3 separate regions of the Pan troglodytes genome follow, and all the other regions are linked to region 1. A link is a contact called in public HiChIP or PLAC-seq data. All regions are on one chromosome and are shown on one strand. Each heading gives the region's core, a stretch centred on a gene start, on an enhancer-like site or on the middle of the called end of the contact. The rest is flanking DNA. Distances are from core to core; before and after follow the strand shown.

What was found. HiChIP or PLAC-seq counts read pairs in DNA pulled down with a chosen protein or histone mark.
Region 2: an H3K4me3 HiChIP or PLAC-seq map of stem cell-derived excitatory neurons shows a contact between it and region 1, with 4 times the contacts expected there. The contact joins the promoter of WBP1 here to the promoter of STAMBP in region 1. A contact is called at or near these places in 1 of 7 Hi-C or Micro-C datasets (stem cell-derived neural progenitor cells) and 1 of 1 datasets of contacts at active chromatin or transcription factors (stem cell-derived excitatory neurons).
Region 3: a contact with region 1 is called in an H3K4me3 HiChIP or PLAC-seq map of stem cell-derived excitatory neurons, with 2.2 times the contacts expected there. The contact joins the promoter of DCTN1 here to the promoter of STAMBP in region 1. A contact is called at or near these places in 1 of 7 Hi-C or Micro-C datasets (stem cell-derived neural progenitor cells) and 1 of 1 datasets of contacts at active chromatin or transcription factors (stem cell-derived excitatory neurons).

What each region holds. Positions count from the first base shown.
Region 1 is chr12:48,925,471-48,929,317 of NHGRI_mPanTro3-v2.0_pri, forward strand. STAMBP (STAM binding protein) reads right to left here and starts at 1,896. Exons shown (of 12, transcript XR_010149362.1): 1 at 1,816-1,896. LOC134807886 (a long non-coding RNA gene) reads left to right here and starts at 1,287. Exons shown (of 2, transcript XR_010149363.1): 1 at 1,287-2,055.
Region 2 is chr12:48,295,077-48,298,923 of NHGRI_mPanTro3-v2.0_pri, forward strand. WBP1 (WW domain binding protein 1) reads right to left here and starts at 1,720. Exons shown (of 4, transcript XM_001159082.8): 1 at 1,337-1,720; 2 at 263-365; 3 at 1-135. The coding sequence starts at 1,405. INO80B (INO80 complex subunit B) reads right to left here. Exons shown (of 5, transcript XM_001158449.7): 4 at 3,748-3,847; 5 at 2,071-2,681. The coding sequence ends at 2,151.
Region 3 is chr12:48,363,164-48,367,010 of NHGRI_mPanTro3-v2.0_pri, forward strand. DCTN1 (dynactin subunit 1) reads left to right here and starts at 1,930. Exons shown (of 28, transcript XM_515556.8): 1 at 1,930-2,222.

The DNA of each region.
Region 1 (3,847 bases), core at 646-3,145:
GCCCTCATCATCCCAGCACAGTCTTACAGTTTATCTCACAGACCTCTACCTTAAGAAGAAAATATAAGAGAAACATACCAAATGCTGTGGCTCCTATTAAATAAGGACTTTCCTACAAGAAGGCTGAGACCCTCAAGGAAGCCCAAATCACAACGATGAGAGTACTGGCAGACTAGAAAATGTACAACCCCTGTACCATAATTAGGTGGTATAAGGAGTAGAACCACAGTGGACCAACCAAAGGTTCAGTTCAAGTTAATCAAATTCCTTGCCATTAGGGGGCTCCGCCCACAGCACTGTAAAAGTGGGAGCAGCATCTTTTACTTTCTATTATTTCTCCTTCCAGATACCCACATACCTCCACCCTCGTACCTGGCAGAGTGCACTCAGTGAACTTTCTTGAGGATTGTTAACTAACTTCAAGGTTGACCATTTTTACTTAATCTGAGAGTAACTGACATTTTCTGTGGTGTCCTTTTTCATATTTGAGCACAAGGTGAATTAGGGGAACTGGTCTGGGAATTAATGCTCATAATTGTAACTCTGCTCACTAAACCACTATAGTCAATCTATAAAATCATTCATTCATCATTATCATGGCAAGGGACTTAAATCTTGAAAACAACCATTTACTCATCTTCATTGACTAAACACTGAATAACAAAAAGGCACGATGGTAACTTGCATTGCAAAAACCCCTGGTGTCCCAAAACTCCAGTAATTCTAGTCTTTCTAGATATAGTTGCTATTAGAATCAGATTCCAAATTCCAACCAGATATCACCACTATCATCTCCAAAATAAATCTGGGCATTTGATACACATTGCATTACAGCAAACCCTAATCAGTATGCTCTAGAATACACAAACTACAGTAGAATAAATCTTGGAATTCAAGGCCCTGTGGCAACTGGCCCTCCCCAACAGAGATCTTTTGCTTCAGTCAGGATTCCAATCCGCCCAGGCATCCTCACATTTCAGTTTCATTTATCTATCCAGTTTTTCTTTTCTACTACAACTCTTCCCTCAGGGGTAGTCTTCTCTCAGCCAATTCCATCTTTAGGTCTCTTCAATATTCGGGTCACAATTCCTCCACAAACCTTCCCCTCTAAAACACCCTCACTAATAGCACAAAAGCCGTGAGGACTACTAGGGATGCAGAGATAGTCCATCTCTCACGAGGCCTCCTTAGGGACTCAGAAAGCCGCAAGCATATCTAAAACCTCCCCAAGTAATTAGTAAACCTAGTCCACGGCCCATGAAAGTTAACTGAAACAGAGGATGCTTGTTGTATCTCAGTACCTCATGGGAGAGGTTCTTGTGGGTTAAGAAAGGAACCACTTCCCAAGGCCAGGAAGCGGCGCCGGTTACCACCCGGTTGAGCAATTCCAAAAAGGGGATGCAGCATCTGCAAATGAGGGGGAAAGGCGGCGTAAAGGACCGAGGGGGAAATACGAGGAGGAGAAAGGAAGTAGCAGGAATGAGCGGAGGGGTCGTATACAGTAGGGAGGGCTCTATCGACAACTGCTTGAGGAACCCTTCTTGAAGGCACTCAAGACCAACTTGCCAACCCCAGGCACAATCATCCAGGGTTTTCGGGATCTTTCAAATGCAGTAGGCGGGGAAGCGCTGGGCCTGGCTGGTCAGGCGCCAGCCCGCGGAGACCGAAGCCGTCGGGTGCCTCGAGCGAGGCAGGCCGGGCAGGGGACTCGGGGAGAGTAGGCTGCAGGCCCCACACTCACGGCGGCCGATCCCCTTCAAAGTCCAACCACGCTCGGAGGCCCTGCCCCACCACGTTCCCGGGACCCTTCCCCACCTTTCCCCGCGGATGACACCCGGAGGTTCCGGAAACGTCACATCCGGCGCCCGCTCCGCCCACTCCCGTTCGTCTGTCTATTACATTCCCAATGATTTAGGACTTGGAACGGAGAGCTAGTAGGTGGGGCTAGAATCGGCACCTGCGGAAAATCCGACCAATGAGGAGCGAACGACACAGCGGCCATCTTGGTAAAGGAAAAGGAACAAGGAAGAAAGTGGAACCAATTCGCAAGCTAAGGTTTGCTTTTAAAATTATTTTGATTTGGGGTAGTCCCTCATCACACTCACAATACTCCTGCATTTAAGGAGGGATTGCTGATCCCAGCACAACTGCAGACTTAGCTAAACTAACCAGGATTTATAAATTGGGGGACAGAAAGTCTTTCGAATGTATTTTTTAGCTTGTATTACATTCTACACAAAAATTGGTAGTCTTAGATATTAGGCAATATCTAAGACTAATTTTATTGCTTAGAAAAGAACATAAGTCTAACTTTTTTTTTTTAAGACAGGGTCTTGCGGTGTCACCCAGGCTGTCACAGGAGTGCAGTGGTGTGATCATAGCTCACTGTGGTCTCCAACTTCTGGGCTCAAGCGATCTTCCTGCCTCTGCCTCCCAAAGTACTGGGATTACTGGCGTGTGCCACCGCACCCAGATGAGACTAACGTTTTAATGTCAAAAAACCTATAAAATATTTGGAAAAAAAGCGTTTAATCTCTAAGAGCTGCTATGCAAAAGCAGTGGAGACACAAAAATCTGTATGACACTGTTCCTGCCCTGAGACCGGGACAAGGTGGTTTTATGCATCAAATACAGAATGTCACGTTCTGCATGTAGATGTGTGTCTGTACGAATCCATATACATCCTCTTTACAAAAAGGTCCTACAAGCTTGCTAGTCATTCTGTCTCAGAAGACTTTGTGAAACATTAGGCTTTGGTTTAAAAGTCTAAGTCTCTGGGGGACACTTTCCCAAAATTTGGGAGCCTCCCTGTGAGTTTGTTAGTGTGATGGCATGACCTATTCTTCAAGGTCTAGCTTAAGTCCCTAATTCAGGTGTTGCCTCCTCCACCTAGCCAGCCTCCAGATCTCTCATTTCTCCCAACCTCCGTTGTGTATATTTCTGTTGGAGTTACCTGAAGTGATTTTGTGTAGTCATCAACTTTTCAGACTTAGGGTTGAAAGTACTTGCTTGCATCATATCACCTCCCCTTCTGCCCCCAGCAAGCATTAATGTGCATGGGTCTACTATCAACTCTCATGGATCTACTGCAGATAAATCTGGGAAGATAATTGTATAGGGCACTCTACTGTATCTTCAAAACTCTCTCTACTGACTCTCTTCAGAATGTAAACATGATGGGTTGGGCCTAAAGAAATTGATGCACTGGAGATGCTGGTCATTGGGTGGGCATATAGTGCAGATGGGGTCCTGGCAGGAGGCAACACAGGTCAAAATCTGATCCATTCAACCTCTCACTCAGTAAATGTTTACTGAGTGTCTACTATGTGCCAGGTTCTGTTCTAGGTGTTAGGGATACATCAGCAAACAAACCCAGCAGGTGGATACTCTAATGGTGGAAGCACAGGTAGAAGTACAGCTGGTGGGGTAGGGAACAGGGGCATCTGCTCCCATTCAGCACAATCTCTAAAGTAGTTCTTTTTTTTATAATGTTTAGCTTAACAAGTAAAGAAAATTTACAAACATCCTAGATTTTAAGATTATGATGAGAAGACTTTAAGAAGCTATAACTGAGACACACATATAAGGGGTGTGCATAGTCGTAAACATAGCTAGCGCCACATAGAGGCTGTTCCTGATATTAGAAAGTTAATATGCCCAGTTGCTAGCAGTTCTTAAGGTAATGGCTAAGTGAATATAGGAAGCAGGATCTAGTCTTTTTAGGGAGAGAATTTGTAAATGTTGACCAGAGTTTTTGATATCTGGGGCAAAGTTCAATACTCAGCTTTCTAGGGACCTGAAATAAGAAAATCTTGGCCAAGGTAAAAATTTTACATTCCTCATTTCT
Region 2 (3,847 bases), core at 470-2,969, 630 kb before region 1:
GGCATGCCCCATGATAGGCCAACAAGTTGATTTCACGCTGCCGCTGCTGTTGTTGCAGCCTGAGTTTAGCTCGTCGGTGGCGGAAGGCGCAACAGCAGCTAAAGAGGATGAGGACAGTCCAGAGCAGCCAGAACCCTGCAAGAGGCAAGGAGGGAGTAACTCAGGCATCTTTCATGCAGAGAAGGGGCCCTGAAGGCCGAAATTCTAAGGTCCAAGGGAGGGTGGACACAGGGACCTGGAAATAGCCCTCTTGGAGACTTACACCAGAGCTCATAGTAGTAGGTGCAGCAGCCAGTCTCCCCGCAGCAGTGACCACTCTCACAGAGATAGGGCTGGTTGTTCACTCCTGGGCACAGCTCTCGAAGCTGCGGGCAAGGAGGCACTTAGAACTAAGGGGGATTCCAGCCCAGGGCACTGTCCACCCCCACCTCCTGCATGCACATACACAATCCCACCCTGTGAACCAAGTTCAGCTTGGAGAGATGGGGGAAGTGGAGGATGCTGAGAGGAGTGTTGAAATATCTGAAGGGCTGTCAACGTGGAAGAGGATTTGGAATAGCAAGAATCAGTCTAGAGAACAAGACAAAAGTGTGGACATACAAAGAGGGAGATTTCAGCTCTGCATATATGAGACTTCCTTCACACTCAAGCCTCACCCTCCCCAACCCCCCTACCCCCATCCCCTCGGTGCTTTCTGTTAAGGGAGTGTTTTGGCAGAAGCCAGAAGACAGTCTGAGATAATCTCAGTCTCAGACAATGGGTAGCGGTAGGTCATTTCCAAAGCAAGTTGCTTTCATTATCCTGCACGGTTCACTACCCCCCACCCGCAACTGGATCTTTCCACCCCTGGGCCTCAGGCCCCCTAGGATAGAGGAGGGGCAGTGTGAGACCCAGAGCAGTGCTCCCAACCAGATGGGATTGCTGTGGATGATAAAGGATGGCATCCAGGGCGCGAGTCTGGGTTCCAGCTCTTCTCCAAATTGCTCCCTCAAGAGAAGACGCTGCCGGACTCTGTTGTGACAATAGGCACATAGAAAAAGATCACAAATAACTGTTGCAAGACAGAGGGAGCCTCCCTGGGACCTCACTATGCCTCTGGTCACTGGAGAGCCACCGCAAGCTTCCACTGCAGCCATGGGATGGGGTCTATGAGGCTACAGGCAAAGTCAGCTGCATCTACGTTACAAAGTTTAGACAAAGAGTGGAAGAGACATGTTTAGGAACTTCACAGTACCTGTGGCTCCGTGAGTTCCTCCCCCACCCCCAAAAAGAAGGGACAAGGAAAGGGGAAAGAGACAAATGGCTGTCGTGATAGGTTTTGGAGCTATTGGGATACCTGCTGTTGCGGCGCCCGAAGTGCCCCCCAGGCCTCCTCGCTGCCGTTCCCGCTGCTGGCCCGAGCCATACCTCCACCTACAGCCCCCTGAGGACCACAGCCTCCTCTACCGCCAGCCGCCCCGCCCCTGCCACCTCTGCTGCCACCGCCATGGTCCCTGCCCGGCCCATCTTCGCTGAGGCCACCATCACTCCGCGGCCGGAGCTTCCATCCGGGCAGAACTCCACCAACTAGGACTCAGATTGCTCTGCCCTACCAATCATCATCGTCCCTTGACGGACGGGCCAATAGGAACAGATCAGAGGTTTCTCCCTGTGACCAATCCACAGCAGCGCCTCCGCCGCTCTCCCAGACAACAAGAGCTTGTACAGACAAAGAGTAGGTGAAGGTTCGACCCACGGCCCTGACTGACAGCGGCAATAGCCAATACAGACAACAGAACAGGCTCTGGCATATCAACCAACGAACAGCCGCCCCGAATAGCAAGGTTGCCGCTGATTGGCTTGCGGTATGTTTTCGGAATGACGCCAAACGCCGAAGCACGCCAGGTAATCCCGGCTGGAAGAGGCGGGGTCCCAAAAGTCGGTCCGACTCCGGGCGCAAACCAGCCTGGTTTTTTGCGGTGGTTTCCAAGCCCCAGGCATCGACGCAAGCTCCGACACGGGCAAAATACCTGTATACCGGAGACTGGTCTGCCCACAACATCCCACTCCCCCAGTTCTGTACAAGCCGAAGCACCGGATGTAATTTAATAGGGTGGGGAAGACACTCAAGAGCGGGCATGGGACAGGGCGCAGAGTCCGGGTTAAGGGCCTTACGTAGCCAAAAGGGGGGATCCAGGGCCCTCGGGCCCGCCCAGCCGCATCTGCAGGTTGATGCGGTAGCACTGAAGACTGCAGAGTGCCTGGCCTGTGCGGGAGCAAGCGTAGCGGCGCGGATGGGGACAGCCGGGGACAGAGCAGCGCGGCGGCGGGCCTGAGGGGGATGGCCGCTGAGACACTGCCGTGGGGGCGGGGACGCCAGGTGGGAAGGAAAGGGTGGAACCCTGTGCTCCGCTGCAGTAGCGCACCATGGGGGCCGGAGCCGCAGCCCGCCCTCCCCGCCGCTCGCCCCGTGCGCCTCCCCGGCCTCCCCGCCCACTGGTCGCCGCAGTCTTGGTGAGGCGCTCGATAGTCTGGTTCTTGTGCTCTTCTGCCCGCCGCGCCGCCTGGAGCCGCCGCTTCCGCGCCCGCTCCTCGCGCTTCAGCAGCATCTCCTCTGTGAGGGCGGGAGGTGGGCAGCCCTCAGCCACAGGCAGCGGCAGCATAGGGGAAGGTTGACTCCGCGCCTTCTGGAGCAGAGCTCGCTAGGGAGAGACAGAGACGGGGTGCTGTCTGAAAATGGAGGAAGATGGAGAGGCGAGGTCGGCCAGATCGGGGAAGGGGAAAGAAGGGACATGGAAGGCAGGGTCTTGAGCAGCGCAGGCCTTCGGAGGCGGGATATTAATTAATTAGCACCCTCTCCAGGACACCTTCCATAGGTTCCTCTTCATAAATACTGCCTCCTCCCAGATCTCCTGACATTTAGCTTTAGGTCCTTAACTCTCAAGGGGAGAAGCATCAGTAATGTTACCTGCCTGACCTGTGCACCAAAACTGTACCAGCTTTCCCAGAGGTCTGTTGTTATTTTTAATCTTATCTCAATAGAGAGTATCAGGTGGATAACTGCTCAAGCCAAAATCCCAGGCTTAGCCTTGATATATTTTCTCTCCATTCCCCTCCCCACAAGTATCTACTTCCAAAATATAGCCATAATTCATCTGATTTTCTCCATCTCCACCACTTTCGTCTTGGTTAAAGCAACCACTGCCTCTCAGCTGATTACTTCAACAGCTTCCTAGTTGTTCTCCATACTTCTATCTCTTGTCTCCACGAAGATTCATTCTCTACAAAGATGCCAAAGTAATCTATTGAAATGTAAACCAAGTATGTCACTTCTCTGCGTACAGCCCTTCAGTGGCTTGTCCACTTTTTCTTCTCCTTTACTCTGCTAGACATGTTCCAGTCTCAAGGTCCGTGCGCCTGCTGGTCTCTGCTCAAAAGCTCCTCTGGTATTGCAAATGTTATCTCTTCAGAGAAGCCTTCTCTAACTACCCTAATGTCTCTCTTCCATCATTTCTATCTGTTTGTTTACGCCACTTTCTATTTCATCACCCTTTTCTTTTTGTCATAAACCATATAGCTTTTTGAAATTATTTACTTATTTACTTCCCAGCCCCCCAACACACACACTAGAATACTAGCTCCAGGAGAACAGAAACTTTGTCTTTTCTCTACTATCGATATCCCCACTGCCACGCAAAGTGCATGGGTCGTGGAGAGTTCTCAATACTGTATACATTTGGTGAGTGAATAAACAATGAACCAACATACCTGTCGAGCAGTAAGCAGCCGCTCATTGATCTCCTTCTTGAGGTCTCCATTGTCATCCAGCTCCCCCTTCTCCAGGGCATCCAGCCACCTCTGTTCCTCC
Region 3 (3,847 bases), core at 680-3,179, 560 kb before region 1:
CACTTGTTATACTGTATTGTTTAGGGAATAATGACAAGGACAAAAGTCTGTACATGTTTACTATGGACACAACCATCCATTTTTCCCCTAATATTTTCAATCCAAGGATGGTTGAACTCACAGATACGGAGGGCCAACTGTATTTTATTTATATATAACCTACACACATTCTATCATACACTTTAGTTTTTTTGTCAGATCATCACAGAGGGTTTTGTTTGCTTACATGTTTGTTTTTGGTACAGAAAGGTGAAAAAGTTATGGAGATGGATAGTGGTGATGATTGCACAACAATGTGAATGTTCTGAGTGCCACTGAACTTAAACATGGTTAAAATGGTAAATTTCATGTTATGTATGCTTTACGACAATTAAAAATATGTATATGCAGTATCTTTTAAAGTCTTTATATTTACTTTTTATTTTTCTTTAATTGAAGGAGATGGAAGACATTTCTACTAAAATTATAGATACATTTATTATTTGACCAAGATGTATCCTAGAGATATGCCTGCTCACACTGGAATGTCATTATGTTCAAAGTGATTCATTGCAACATTGTAATACTAAAAGACTGGAAATAAAGTATGTAACTAGAAGAAACTGGTTAATAAATTATGTGTATCCATGCAATAGAGTACTAAGCAGCTGAAAAATGAGGAAGATCTCTAATTTATTGATTTACAAAGATTTTCAGAATAGATTAAGTAAACAGAACTTATGCCAAGTGTATCTGGCATGCTACATTTGGCATAAGAAACGGGAGGAGTAAGACTATATATTCATATGAGCTTATATTTGCACAAAACACTGAAAAGATAAACAAGACACTAATAACAAGCATTATCTGTAGCAGGCAAGGGGGATGGAGTCGATGGGAACCAGGGTTGAAGGGAGGTTTCTCTGTGTATATTCTAAAATAGTGTTCTGATTTTTGAGCCATGTAAACGTATTATCTATTCAAAATAATAATTATAAATATTTAGAAGGTGAAATAGGGAAAAGGGGGGAGTAATAAAGGGGATACTCAATGCATCCCTTCTACTGCTTACTGCCCCTTACAGCAACTTTATGAATTTTTCAGTTTGTTTTAAATCTGAGATTAACTGAAATAAATATAACATTACAATAGTTATATTTCCAGCTCTTTACATGGATTAACTTAATCCTTCTAACAACATAATGAGATAGGTACCATCATTAACATTCTCACTTTAACAAATAAGAAAACAGAGGCACAGAGAGGGTAAGGTAAATAACTAACTCTAGATTTCACACGGCTAGTAAATTGCAGTTAGAATTTGAACCCAGGCGGGTGCGGTGGCTCATGTCTGTAATTCCAGCACTTTGGGAGGCCGAAGCGATTGGATCGCTTGAGCCCAGGGGTTCGAGACCAGCCTGGGCAACATTGTGAAACCCCGTCTTTACAAAAAAAAAAAACAAAAAAAAAAAAACGGAAATTAAAAGGGCATGGTGGTGCGCGCCTGCAGACCCAGCTACTACGGAGGCTGAGAGGTGGGAGGATGGCCTGAGCCTGAGAAGTCAAGGCCGCAATGAGCCATGATTGTGCGTGCTACCGCACTCCAGTCTAGACAACAGAGCGAGACCTTGTCTTAAAAAAAGAAAAAAAAGAATTTGAACCTATGTCTAAAATTTTAAAATGCCATTATGTAAATTTGTATTTTACATTCCCATCATAAGCGCATGAGAATGCCTGTATCCCCATATGACAGGTAACACTGAGTAGCAGCAACATTTAATTTTCTCCCCCAGGCTAATGGAGGAGATATGGTTTATCGCTATTGTTTTAATTAGCAGTTTAACACTTGCAAATGAGTCCTCCAGCCCTTCTGCGCTTTCTCCCCTCCGCCGAAAGAGGGCGCTCGCCACGACACGCCGATTTCTTATGGTCCTAATCGGCTTCCCAGGCACAGTGCGCGTGCGCTTATCCTGTCCCAGGTGTCCAGCTTTGTGCCTGATTGATGTAATCCCGGCTGCGGTCGGTGCGCAGTTTTCAGTCAGGGCTGGACTGTGGGAAAAGAGGGTTCACTCGACCTAGAACGCCTCTGGGCCTCTGGGCCGAAGGGTTCTGGGCGGTCCTGGAAGGGTCTGGCGGCGAGTCGGGCAGCCCACGAGGGCGGGGAGGGCGGGGCCGGCCCGCAGGGTCTTGGGCGTCGGTCGTCGGTGGGGTCGGAGCTGGGCGCGGAGCCCCTGACAGTGCAGGTACGGAGGCGCGACTCTGCCAACCGTCTGCTCCGCCGGCCCCCTACGTGTTCGTGAGGTTGCCGGCGGTGGGCTGGGGACCGAGCCCGGTGTGCGGGGCGGGGACTGGCAGGGATGGGCTGGAGCAGGGGTGGGCGCTTGCCAGGGTCCGGGGGCTCCGCCTGAGCGTTTGCCCCGAGGCCGGTCTGACCCACCTCAGCTCTTCAGCCTAGCAGTGTTCTCCTGGGATCAGAGTGACTGCGCCTTAGAGTTCCTCCAGAACTGCAAGGGTCTCCCCTCCGTTCCTGCGAGCGTCTGAGGCGCCCCTGAATCCATACTGAGCTACAGGTTTCCTGTGGGCACATGGTTGAGAAATTCGTGTCAAACGGGGAGAAAAATCGTAAAGGACTCACAGCATGGGAGTCTGGATATGACTTGTGTGTGTGATCCTACTCCTGGGGTCCGCCTTAGCTGGCAAGATGATCCTTGAGGTCATCTTGCGCATCCCTTGTCTTTAGACAGAACCACAGCTAAATCACACAGATAAGGATCTCTGCTGTTTTAGAGGCAGGGATTTGAAAACTTACCGTCATTTATTGCAGTGAGGAGAGCAGCAAACCCATGTTGACCACTGGCTACTCAGGTATACTTAAGGTACCGAGAGGCGAAGAGCTAGGAGGTAGAGATTGACATCCTTTACTTAATGTACTGCCAAAGCCTAAGCTATGAGATGTTAAAAGAGATAATGATAACTTTCTTTTTAAAAAAGGCATTTTGTTTTCAAAAGCTGTTCGAAAATTCGTGGTTAAACTTTACTACAGAATATTGCAGAGCCTTTAATATGCTAATAATATTTACCATGAATCTCCAACTGGGGGTATGGTATGTAGAATTTTGAAAATTTTACTAGGATATACTGTTATTCTTGGGTGATGCCTCTGGCTAACATGTGGAACCTTTTGGGAATTGGAGTTCCAGAATTAGAAATTCAGGATTTAGAAGGGGCAGTATGGGTCAGTGCGTTTTGAGTTTTAATGGCGTGCACATGTAATGCGATCTCGTTACAGTACAGATTCTGATTGGTTCTGCATTTCTAACAAGTTCCCAGGTGATGCTAATGCTGCTGGCCCATGGAACACAATCTGAGTAGCAAAAGTATAGATCACTGGATTGAAAGTTAGAGACCATGTTTTCCAGAACAGATGTGCTGCCTTGAGAGAGTCACTTTATCTGTCCAGGCCTATAAGGTAGGAGTCTGGACTACAAGATCTCAAATATTTCTTTCAGATTTAAAATTCTGTGAGTCTAGTCGAGTTATCCCTGTAGTGTTGAATTCTATCTAAAATATTCTTGCCAATTTGGCAAATTTTGCAGCTTGGCTTGAACAGTTAAAATAATGGGCAATTATCTACATATAGGGCATCCCATTTTATTCTTGGAATAGCTCAAGAAGGAAGTTCTTCATGTTGCTGAAATACATCTCTGCAACTTCCATGCTGTTGGTCCTAGATTATCTCTTAACAATCAAACAGGAAAGAAGTGTTACCCGTCTTCCTAAAATGTTGACTCCAAGTATTAGATGACAGCTGTGCCTACTATGATTTTTCTAAGCGGAATTGTATTTAATTCTTCCATTATGTTTAAGA